2 separate regions of the Capra hircus genome follow, and region 2 is linked to region 1. The links are chromatin contacts, called in public Hi-C maps. All regions are on one chromosome and are shown on one strand. Each heading gives the region's core, a stretch centred on a gene start, on an enhancer-like site or on the middle of the called end of the contact. The rest is flanking DNA. Distances are from core to core; before and after follow the strand shown. Region 1 overlaps ACIN1 (apoptotic chromatin condensation inducer in the nucleus). Region 2 holds the start of CEBPE (CCAAT/enhancer-binding protein epsilon).

Region 1 (4,918 bases), core at 1,321-3,820:
CTCATCTTTTTAAGGACTTGGGCTTCCCTTAGTTTCTCATGCAGTTTGGGAGTGCCCGTGACCACGGGCTGGGGATGCCCTGGGGTTGTGGGCAAATAACAGTCACTTTTGAGGGACTTTTCAGAGAGGGATGTTGCTCCTCTTCATATGAGAAGAGTACTCTTGTGAATTACCTAAGAGCATTGGAGTCCTGACCTCACACATCACAGCTTTATCCCATCTGGGCAGTGGGAGGATGTGGTTGCTGTGATCTGTGCTCTTTCCCCTAGGAAAAGGGTTGTCTGCTTTTCCATTGGGGGCAAAGTCTCTAGTTTGATCTGAAAAGCAGCCCTCCCAATCCCACCCAAGTACTGAGGCATGGAGGTTTCCTTGACCCAAAACCTAACATCTTGTTCTCTCTTCCCCTTGGTTTTTTCCTGCCCCCCAACCAATCCCCATATGACAGTGAGGAGAAGGAGGAAGTGACCATGGACACAAGTGAAAACAGAGCTGAAAATGAGGTTCCAGAGCCCCCCATGCCTATTGCAGACCAAGTCAGCAATGATGACCGCCCAGAGGGCAGTGCTGAGGATGAGGAGAAGAAAGAGGTAAATACCCAAGCCACCTACTGGGCTGGGTGGGCAGGAGTGGACCTAGGGGAGAGAGTAGAACATTCCAGTGATCCCTCTTCCACAGTGGGATAGCTTAAAAAAGGGACTAGGCAAAGATTTGGATCAGGACAGGGCCAAGGGAGAATTCGCTGGTTTAGCCAGGGAGACCCCGTGTGATGGGACAGGACTCCTTCATCCCCCTTTCCTTGTTGGGGAAGTAGTGCAGTTGGGGAAGTTTGTTACCACCCAGAAAGTCAGTTAATGGCCCTTTATCTAAGACCCAGGCTTAGCTTTCCCTGCTGCCTTCTCCAGCTTCTCCCTGTGGTAGCCCCCTAGCTTTCCCTCCTTTTTAAAACATGTTGGAGCTCAGCGCCATCTAGTGGGCTTTGGTGGATCTCCGCTGACCACCATGCTGAGGAATTTTTGTTGCTGATCTGCCCCCCAGTGGTCTTGTTGAAAGATGAAGCTACTTAGAAGCCAGCTCCTGGGGTGATCCCAGAGGCCCCTTGGCTATTTTTGTGATGCCTCAACTTACTTTTTGGGCATACATGTTATTTTGTGTCCTGCGCCCAATTCAGGGGGCTCCTCACATCAGAGCCAGCGAAGTCTTCTTGACTCTTAAAGTAATTAGAGAAAGAATTAGCTGGGTTTGGGACTAGAGTAACAGGGTGGGAGGGACTGTTGTGTGTGTAGCCTTTCTTTGGTGTGTGTTGCGGGGGTGGGGGCCGGTGAAAGTGATTTGATGTGCAGAATATTATTTATTACAAGGTCCTTCTTCCCCGTAAAACTTTGTCCAAGTACCTCATGTACGGTAATCCGCCCGTAAAATATAACCCTGCCCAACTGGCCAATCGCTGATGCCGCCTCTTCCTCTGGACCCAACCGCTGCTACTGAGCTGCCCAGTCAGAGCCGAGTCTGCTATCCAGGTGTCTTGGCCAGAGGGGGGCATGTGTATGGGATCCTGTGATGGGCCCCCTTTTGCCTCCCTGCCTTGCTTACATCAGGGGGCCAAGAAGAGCACTGTTCTGGAGAGACTTGTATTAAGAAAGCAAAAAGCATTTGGAAAGGGGTGGACTTGCATCGTCTCCCTCTTTGGGACACCCCGAGAAGAGCTTGTGCCAGCGCTGGGGCGCCTGCCCACACGCCCTTGCCCTTTTGAGGACTGTGGGTTGCCTTGTTTGCTGCAGACTGTTGGGATCCCCAACTAGGGCACCAAGACCTCCTAAAGAGTCAATGTTTGTGATCACAGTGCCAGCTGTAAAATGCCAAGTGGGGCTCTCGGCTTAAGCTGTGACGACTAGGAACCCTGCAGAGAAGTCTAGGGTCTGAGCCCAGGGATTTAATGCTGATGACAGCCCAGCCATGTATCATCATTTGCTCATCAGATGGACTTTCCTTTGGTCCCTGTTGTCCATGGTGAAGGGCAGCATGTTGGTTGCTCCAACTTCTCCTCCATCCCTGGAGGCAGGGGCTCATCCATCCACCTGACTGGAACCACTGTCTCAGCTGGAGTCCCTGAGGAGATGCCACACACCACTCAGAAGAAAAGTATTCTGACCTTGCTGCTGAATGTGTGCCAGGTCCTGGGGCTATCCACCTACTACCCCCAGGCTGCCTTCAACAGAGGCTTCATGAACCCACTCGGTGAGAGGACCCCCTCCCCAGTTACAGGCAGAGGAGAAAGGGACTCTGGAGTCATCACCTGGATTCCAAGCACTGGGTGGTGGTGTTGCTGCAGCTTGCCACTGGTGGACATAGGGTCCTGCCTGCCTCTCACGATAAAAGGCCAGGACCATTCCTGCTACTCACAGGCCATCTCATCAGGGACTACAGGATGATGCCCCTACAGGGCCAGAACTGATGTCTCTGCCCCTGTTCCCCCTGTACCCCTCGCTGAGCCTGGCCACCGCCAGTGAACTGTCTTGACATCATGGAAACTGGGCAGCGTCCCCCCACACGTTTCCCTCCCGCCCCCGTGCGCCCCTGGGAGGACTCTGGCAGTGCCGTGCCGACCACCACGCCGTGCGCCCACCTTTTTTGCCAACCCAACCCCCCACCAAATGCAGAGCGCCTAGCAGGGAGGGCTCATTCTGATTGGACCGGCGGTTGACTAGATACAGTACACAGTGAGGTGCGATTGGCTGAACTGAAGATCCCAGGTGTGAGATGGTACCTGGAACATTTGTCATATTCCTAGTTTATTTTCCTCTTTATTTTCTTCTTTCTCCTCTTTTTTTAATCTTTTATTTTTATTTTTTTTCTTTATCTTTATTCTGATTTCTTTATTGGATTTATTTATTTGGTTCATGTTCTACCTGTTTTAATTAAGACTTTTTTTTTTCTCACTAACTTACCCATCAAGAGCAGCCTGGCTAGGGGTCAGGCTGGCCCTTAAAGGAGACCAAGGAGACTTGGTTAGACAACACAAACGGGGCTGGGGGTTGGATGGGGGAAAGGGATTTCATCAAGAGGGCTCCTGCCCTACCCTTTAGAAGGGTGGTAGGTCTTAGTTTTTCCAGAAATAAGCACCTAAATCTGAAAATGCTCTATTCCCCTTTTCGCTTTCTCTTCCTCTTTTTGCTCTGTCCACAGTCTTCCACTGAGTGTTTAGGGGCAGAAACTTGCTCAAAAGCAAGTTTGGAAGTTTCTGGTCATTGACAGAGCCCCTAAGGCATAAGCCCTGTTTGGAGATGACATAGTAGGGCTCTGCTAGAGCTCTGCACAGTGGTCGGAAAGTCTGAAACTTCCTGGGTACTGTCTGCCCTTCATAAAATCTGTCTTTACCAAAGACACCTTTAAATTCTTCCTGCCGGCACTTGGCTTCAGAGGCTCCTCTCCAGTGAGTCTGGTGCTGCCCTTTTCCACAGTGTGGCAGCGATCCAGGCAGTTTTAACAGTCTGCTGTCCAAGCTGCTCAGAGCCACTGTCAGTGGATGTCAGGCTGGGCACTGAGTAGAGGAGGAGGGTTATATCGTCACAGTTGCCATCCCAAAGTTGGTTTTCCTTGTTTACTCATATTTTGCTCCAGTTAGCAAGGAAGACCTTAGAAAGACTAAATAACTCAGTTTTGGGCATAGCTTGTTGGGTCTCGCATCCTCTCCATCCATAGACACCAGTGGAAGAGGGCATGACCAGTGCTTTTAAGGGGCTGGGAGGCCACTGAAATTCTTGCAGCTTATTTCTGGTTAAGCTAATACATAGGTGTGGTATGGACTAGATGACTTTTCCCTGCTGTGATGTTTGGTTTTATTTTTTTCTCTAACTTGCATTGATTCTGCTTCGTTTTTGCCGTTTGCCGCTTCTGTTTCGGTCTGTCTGTCTCTGTGTCTCTATCTCTCTGTGTCTTTGGAACCTGTGCTAAGACTGCCCCATCTAACCTCCTTTCCACCTCTCTGTGGGGTGTGTCTCTTTCTCTTTTTTTTTTTTTTCCCCCTTTCTTCTCTATACAGAGCTTGCTGCCCAAATCATTCAAGAGGAAGATCTCCGTTGTCTGTAAGTCTAGCCCCAAATCCCTGATGCAGGTCCAGAGCACCATAAGACTCAGAGTGCACAAAGAGACAGACTTCCATTCTCTCTCAGTGGCATTCTTGGGTCGCCCCTTCCCATCCCAGCAACTCTACCCAGCAAATCTATGGCATAGTTAAGGCTCCAGTTTATAATTCAGAACTTCATAAACAATTCTTGTTATTTTTCCCCAATTTCTTTCTTAACCCTAATGAGATACACTGTGAAGTGTCTCACCATTACTTATCCATAGTCCTGCTTTTTTCAGGAGTAGGTTTGAGGAATTCCTATAAAATGCTTACCAGTTTATGCCTTATTCTAAGAGCACATCTGAGAAAAGGAGAGTTCCCACACCTCAAACAGCAACACCTTGAGCATTTTTCAATGAAGAACTCTTTTAAGTTGACAAAAGTGTAGTATTTAATAGATCTTTATGACTTAAATATCAATCTATTAGTGTTAATACTATCTAAAGCATAACCAGGTCATGTCATGATCTAAAACTAACTTGAATTTTATTATCATACAGTCTTCTCATTCCCATGTCATCCTCAGTATGTCTTCCCCAGTGCTTCAGGTTTTTCTACCAGTGAAAGTTTAAATGCTCACCAGCCTAGTTACTTCTCCCTTTTTGCCTTCAGAGATCAGTAGTTTTAATCTTTCAGGAAGTGGCTCCAGGCTTTCCATTTACTCTGAAACACGATTTCACCAGTCCCCCAAAGTGATATCCTTAAGTTAATCTTTCACTAAAATTCCAGTTGAAGGCTATCTGTGGGTGTTGTGGTGTGAACCAGCAGAGAGCCTGGGACCATCTAACTGTGGGG
Region 2 (4,918 bases), core at 1,480-3,979, 51 kb before region 1:
CACTAAGTTGGACACAACTGAGCAACTTCACTTTCACTTTTCACTCTCATGCATTGGAGAAGGAAATGGCAACCCACTCCAGTGTTCTTGCCTGGAAAATCCCATGGACGGAGGAGCCTGGTGGGCTGCCGTCTGTGGAGTCGCACAGAGTCGGACACAACTGAAGCGATTTAGCAGCAGCAGTGTGTATATGTTAATCCCAAACTCCCAAGTTGTCCCCCAACCTTCCCCTTTGGTAACTGTAAGTTTTCTATGTCTGGGAGTCTGTTTTGTAAATAAGTTGATTTGTATCATTTTTTTAAGATTCCAGTAACAGATTTTATTTTCCTGGGCTCCAAAATCACTGGGGACAGTGACTGCAGCCATGTAATTAAAAGATGTTCCTTGGAAGGAAAGCTATGACAAACCTAAACAGCATATTAAAAAGCAGAGATATCACTTTGCTGACAAAGATCTGTATAATCAAAGCTATGGTTTTTTCAGTAGTCATGTACAGATGTGAGAGTTGGAACATAAAGAAGGCTGAGAGCCAAAGAATTGATGCTTTCAAATTGTGGTGCTGGAGAAGACTCTTGAGAGCTCCTTGGACTGCAAGGAGATCAAACCAGTCAATTCTAAAAGAAATCAACCCTGAATATTCATTGGAAGGACTAATGCTGAAGCTCCAATACTTTGGCCACCTGATGTGAAGAGCTGACTCATTTGAAAAGAGCCTAATGCTGGGAAAGATTGAAGGCAAAAGGAGAAGGGGGTAGCAGAGGATGAGATGGTTAGATAGCATCACTGACTCACTGGACATGAATCTGAGCAAACTCCAGGAGGTAGTGAAGGACAGGGGAGCCTGGTGTGCTGCAGTCCATGGGGTCACAAAGAATCAGACACACCTGAACCCCTGAACAACAATATGGTACATAGGCCCTCTATATTTGCACCACTGAGGTCTGGCCCTTGTGCCCAATTTAAAAAAACTTTGGCCTCCACAGGGCACTCACAGCACTTGCTGGTAACAGAAGAATCAGTGACACATTTCTATGTGTCCTTTCCTTTTCACTGTACCTAGGTGGATCAGTGGTAAAGAATTTGCCTGCCGTATTGAACTGCCAATACTCAGGTTCAACCCCTTGGTCAGGAAGATCCCCTGGAGAAGGGAATGGCAACCCACTCCAGTATTCTTGCCTGGGAAATCCCATGGAGAGAGTAACCTGGTGGGCTACAGTCCATGGGATGGCAAGAGTCAGACACAACTTAGCAACTAAACAACAACATTGTCTCCCTTTTGCAGATGAAATGTGACAGGTAAAAGCCAGTGTCTCTGACAGGAGGGAGTAAGGAGTTCCCAGAGGAAAGAGAAAGGGGAAGGGCGAGGGGGCCCGGTCTGAGCCCAAAAGTGCAGAGAGCGAGCCGTGGGCTTCTCCCTGAGACCCTGAAACAGAGCCCCAGGAAGAGGTGATGACAAAAGAGAAGGCTTTTGTCAAGCCTCACAAGAGGAAGTGGACCCAAGAGACACGCATCGAGGTCAGAGAACGGCCATGCAGAAGGAAAAAGAGCAACCAAGCTGCAGCGAGCTCCTGAGCCCTGCGGCCCGGCCACAGGAAACGGGCAGAGCCCTCAGGACCTGTACAGGGCAGAGCGCCAGCCCGAGGCTCTGGCAGCACAGGCCAGGCGCTGGAGCCACCAGAGGAGCGCAGCTGTTGCTGAGGCCGCCAGGGTCTGGGGCATGGAGCCCAAGCCCTGACCAGCCCTGCCAAGACAGGGCAGTCAGGGACAGTGCCAGGTTGCTAGAGGTAGCCTGGGCTGGAAACATGTGAAGGCTTGGGCTATTGCACAGACCCCGTGCAAAACTTAGAAGAGCCTGCTCTGCTCCAGAAGACAGATCCTAGTGTATGGCTTGGTCCCAGACTTATCACTGCTTCCTCTGTGTGTGCTGTGCTCAGTCGCTTCAGCTGCATCCAATTCTGTGACCCTGTGGACTGTAGCCCACCAGGCTCCTCTGTCCATGGGATTCTCCAGACAAGAATGCTGGTGTGGGTTGCCATTTCCTCCAATCCAGGGGTCGAACCTGCATCTCCTGCGTCTCTAGCACTGCAGGCAGATTCTTTACCACTGAGCCATCTGGGAAGCCCATCACTGCTTCCTAAACCCCTCAAACAACATCCCTGACCTGCACCCAGGAGAGTGGTTTGGAGAGGTGGGACTACGAAAGGAACAGGGTGGCTCTGGGGGTAGGTGGAGCCCAGTACTGTTGCAGCGGGAGGGGGGGGACTGAGAAGGAGGTGTGTCCAGGGAGGAGCTCGGATCAGGCTGGGGGTCGGCACTGGAAGAGGGTTCCTCTCTTCCTTCTGACTGGGCACTTTCTGCACAGGACATTTGGAAGTCAGAGGAAGAAGGACACTCAGAGTGAGGTGTTGCCCTCAACGAGAATTCTGGAACCCCCGCCCCCCGGACTTGACTAGGAGGGGGAGACATTCCCAGAAGCATTGGCTCCCGGGCATCTTAGAACCCTGGCTTGGAGCCTGACCAGAGTAGCCCCCATCTGCTAAATAGGCCAGAGGCTCCGATTCTCTAAGGCTTACATCCCTCCCTCTGGGGTGCGCCCTGCCCCTCCCTGAGTCACCCCAGGGAGAGAGGGGAAAAAAGGGAAGAGAAAAGAGGCATTGACTACAGAGGAAGGAAAAGGAAACAGCAGAGGAGGGAGGAGAGAGACCACACAGGAGTGGGTGACGGCGGAGATCGGAGAGGGCAGATCTAGGGCAGGGGGAGACAGACAGCCGAGCATCCCGGAGGGTGCCCCAAGAGCAGGGCGGCCAGGGGCGGGGAGCCGAGGGGGCGGGCCGGCCATGTCCCACGGGACCTACTACGAGTGCGAGCCCCGCGCTGGCCAGCAGCCACTGGAGTTCTCAGGGGCCCGCGCGGGGCCTGGGGAGCTGGGGGACATGTGTGAGCATGAGGCCTCCATCGACCTGTCTGCCTACATCGAGTCTGGGGAAGAACAGCTCCTCTCCGACCTCTTCGCCGTGAAGCCGGCCCCTGAGGCCCGAGGCCTTAAGGGCCCCGGGACCCCTGCCTTCCCCCACTACCTGCCGGCTGACCCACGGCCCTTCACCTATCCCCCACATACCTTCGGCCCCGACAGGAAGGCCTTGGGGCCTGGCATCTACAGCAGCCCAGGGAGCTACGACCCCAGGGCCGTGGCCGTGAAGGAGGAGCCTAGGGGGCCTGAGGGCAGCCGGGGGGCCAGCCGCAGCGGCTACAACCCTCTGCAGTACCAAGTGGCACACTGTGGACAGACAGCCATGCACCTGCCCCCAGGCCTGGCGTCACCCAGCCAGCCATTGCGCGTCCTTAAGGTAAGAACAGCTCAGTTCTCCTCCCTGCCACCCAGGGGCTGGAGGGAGGCCGTGTGCTCGGGGTCCATGTGTGGTGTTGCTGTGTGAAATCTACCCACCCAAGCCCTCTGTGCTCTGCACCTAGCCATGACCCCGCTTGGCCTCTCTGTGAATTCACTCCCACCTGAAGCCCCACTGTGTGGCTGGAACCCATGTGTCCTGCAGTCTCTGTGACCAGCTGGCCTGCCTTGATCTAAGGGCACCCCCCTCCAGCTTCTCTGCTGCCCACCAGCCCCCTCCTCTCATTTCTGTGCTGCCTCCTGCTTCTAGAAGAGGAAATGCCTGCTGAGGGTAGAACTGGAGACTCAAGACAGATGGAAGGAAAATGGCCTCAGAGCGTGTGGGGGACAGGAAAGGCAGTATGGGTCCAAGCCGCGGGTCCTGGCAGGGCGGTGGTCGTTCTGACGGGGCCAGGAGCTAGCCCTGAATCCCACGTCCCTCGGACGCCCCTCGCGTGTTCCGGCTGGTGGGATTCCTGCCCCACACCCTCACTCCTTTCCCTCCGTGCCTCCCCCTGCAGGCCCCTTTGGCCGCTGCCGCGCCCCCCTGCAGCCCGCTCCTCAAGGCGCCCTCCCCAGCGGGCCCCTCACACAAGGGCAAGAAGGCGGTGAACAAAGACAGCCTGGAGTACCGGCTGCGGCGGGAGCGGAACAACATCGCGGTGCGCAAGAGCCGGGACAAGGCCAAGCGGCGCATCCTGGAGACGCAGCAGAAGGTGCTGGAGTACATGGCCGAGAACGAGCGCCTGCGCAGCCGCGTGGAACAGCTGACCCAGGAGCTGGACACGCTGCGCAACCTCTTCCGCCAGATCCCTGAGGCCGCCAACCTCATCAAGGGCGTGGGGGGCTGCAGCTGAGCCCACCTGGCAGACTGAGGGCCCCAGCTCCCGAGCCCAGCCTGACCTTTCGGACACCCGCCCTCATTGGGGCCCAGAGCCCCTCTCAGGCCCAGCCAGAGAGAGACCACGGGCAAGTGGCAGCAGGGGGCAAGGAGGAGGGCAGGCCCGGCATGATGATTCTGTGGCTGAATAAAACTGCATATGACTTGGTGCTGGGGCTGTGCACTGGGCCTGGGCCGGTGTGGGGGTGTGGGTGTCTGGGTGTGTGTGTGATGGAGGCTCTGCGGGCAGGGAATGCGCAAGGCTAGGTCTGTATACCTCTCGATTCCAGGCCCAAATAAACACTTGGGAAATTCAGCAGACAAGCTGCCCATAGCTGTCCCCCAGCATACCACACAGCCAGGTCTGGTATCTGTCCCTCTGTTCTTCTCTCCCTGGACGTGGCCCACTCTACTCCCACCCTAGAGGACCTGGAGTGGCCTCTGGACATTCCCTTAGCAGAGCTCTGTGGTTTGCAGGGAGATCTCCATAGCTCCAGGCCCTCCTGCCCAGGCCTGCCGACCCTAGCCTATTCTCTCTCACCTTGAGGTGTAGCTCTGGGACTTCCTGCCCCAGGAGACTGAGGGAAAATTCCAGATGGCTCTGATGTATTTATGGTCACTCAGCAATTGATCTGAGGAGAAGGAAATGGCAA

What was found. A called contact is a pair of places that touch in the nucleus more often than the background predicts.
Region 2: a contact with region 1 is called in a Hi-C map of blood, with 1.8 times the contacts expected there. The contact joins the promoter of CEBPE here to the enhancer-like site in region 1. A contact is called at or near these places in 3 of 5 Hi-C or Micro-C datasets (blood and liver).

The regions. Positions count from the first base shown.
Region 1 is chr10:79,630,348-79,635,265 of ARS1.2, reverse strand. ACIN1 (apoptotic chromatin condensation inducer in the nucleus) reads left to right here. Exons shown (of 19, transcript XM_018054585.1): 9 at 446-587; 10 at 4,040-4,082. Among named protein-coding and RNA genes, the nearest start is that of CDH24, 7.9 kb to the right of the region's middle. Within about 2 kb of position 2,570, at least 1 of the 5 cell types and tissues checked has an H3K27ac peak or open chromatin away from gene starts, as enhancers often do.
Region 2 is chr10:79,681,518-79,686,435 of ARS1.2, reverse strand. CEBPE (CCAAT/enhancer-binding protein epsilon) reads left to right here and starts at 2,729. Exons shown (of 2, transcript XM_005685252.3): 1 at 2,729-3,347; 2 at 3,907-4,434. The coding sequence starts at 2,838. The coding sequence ends at 4,242.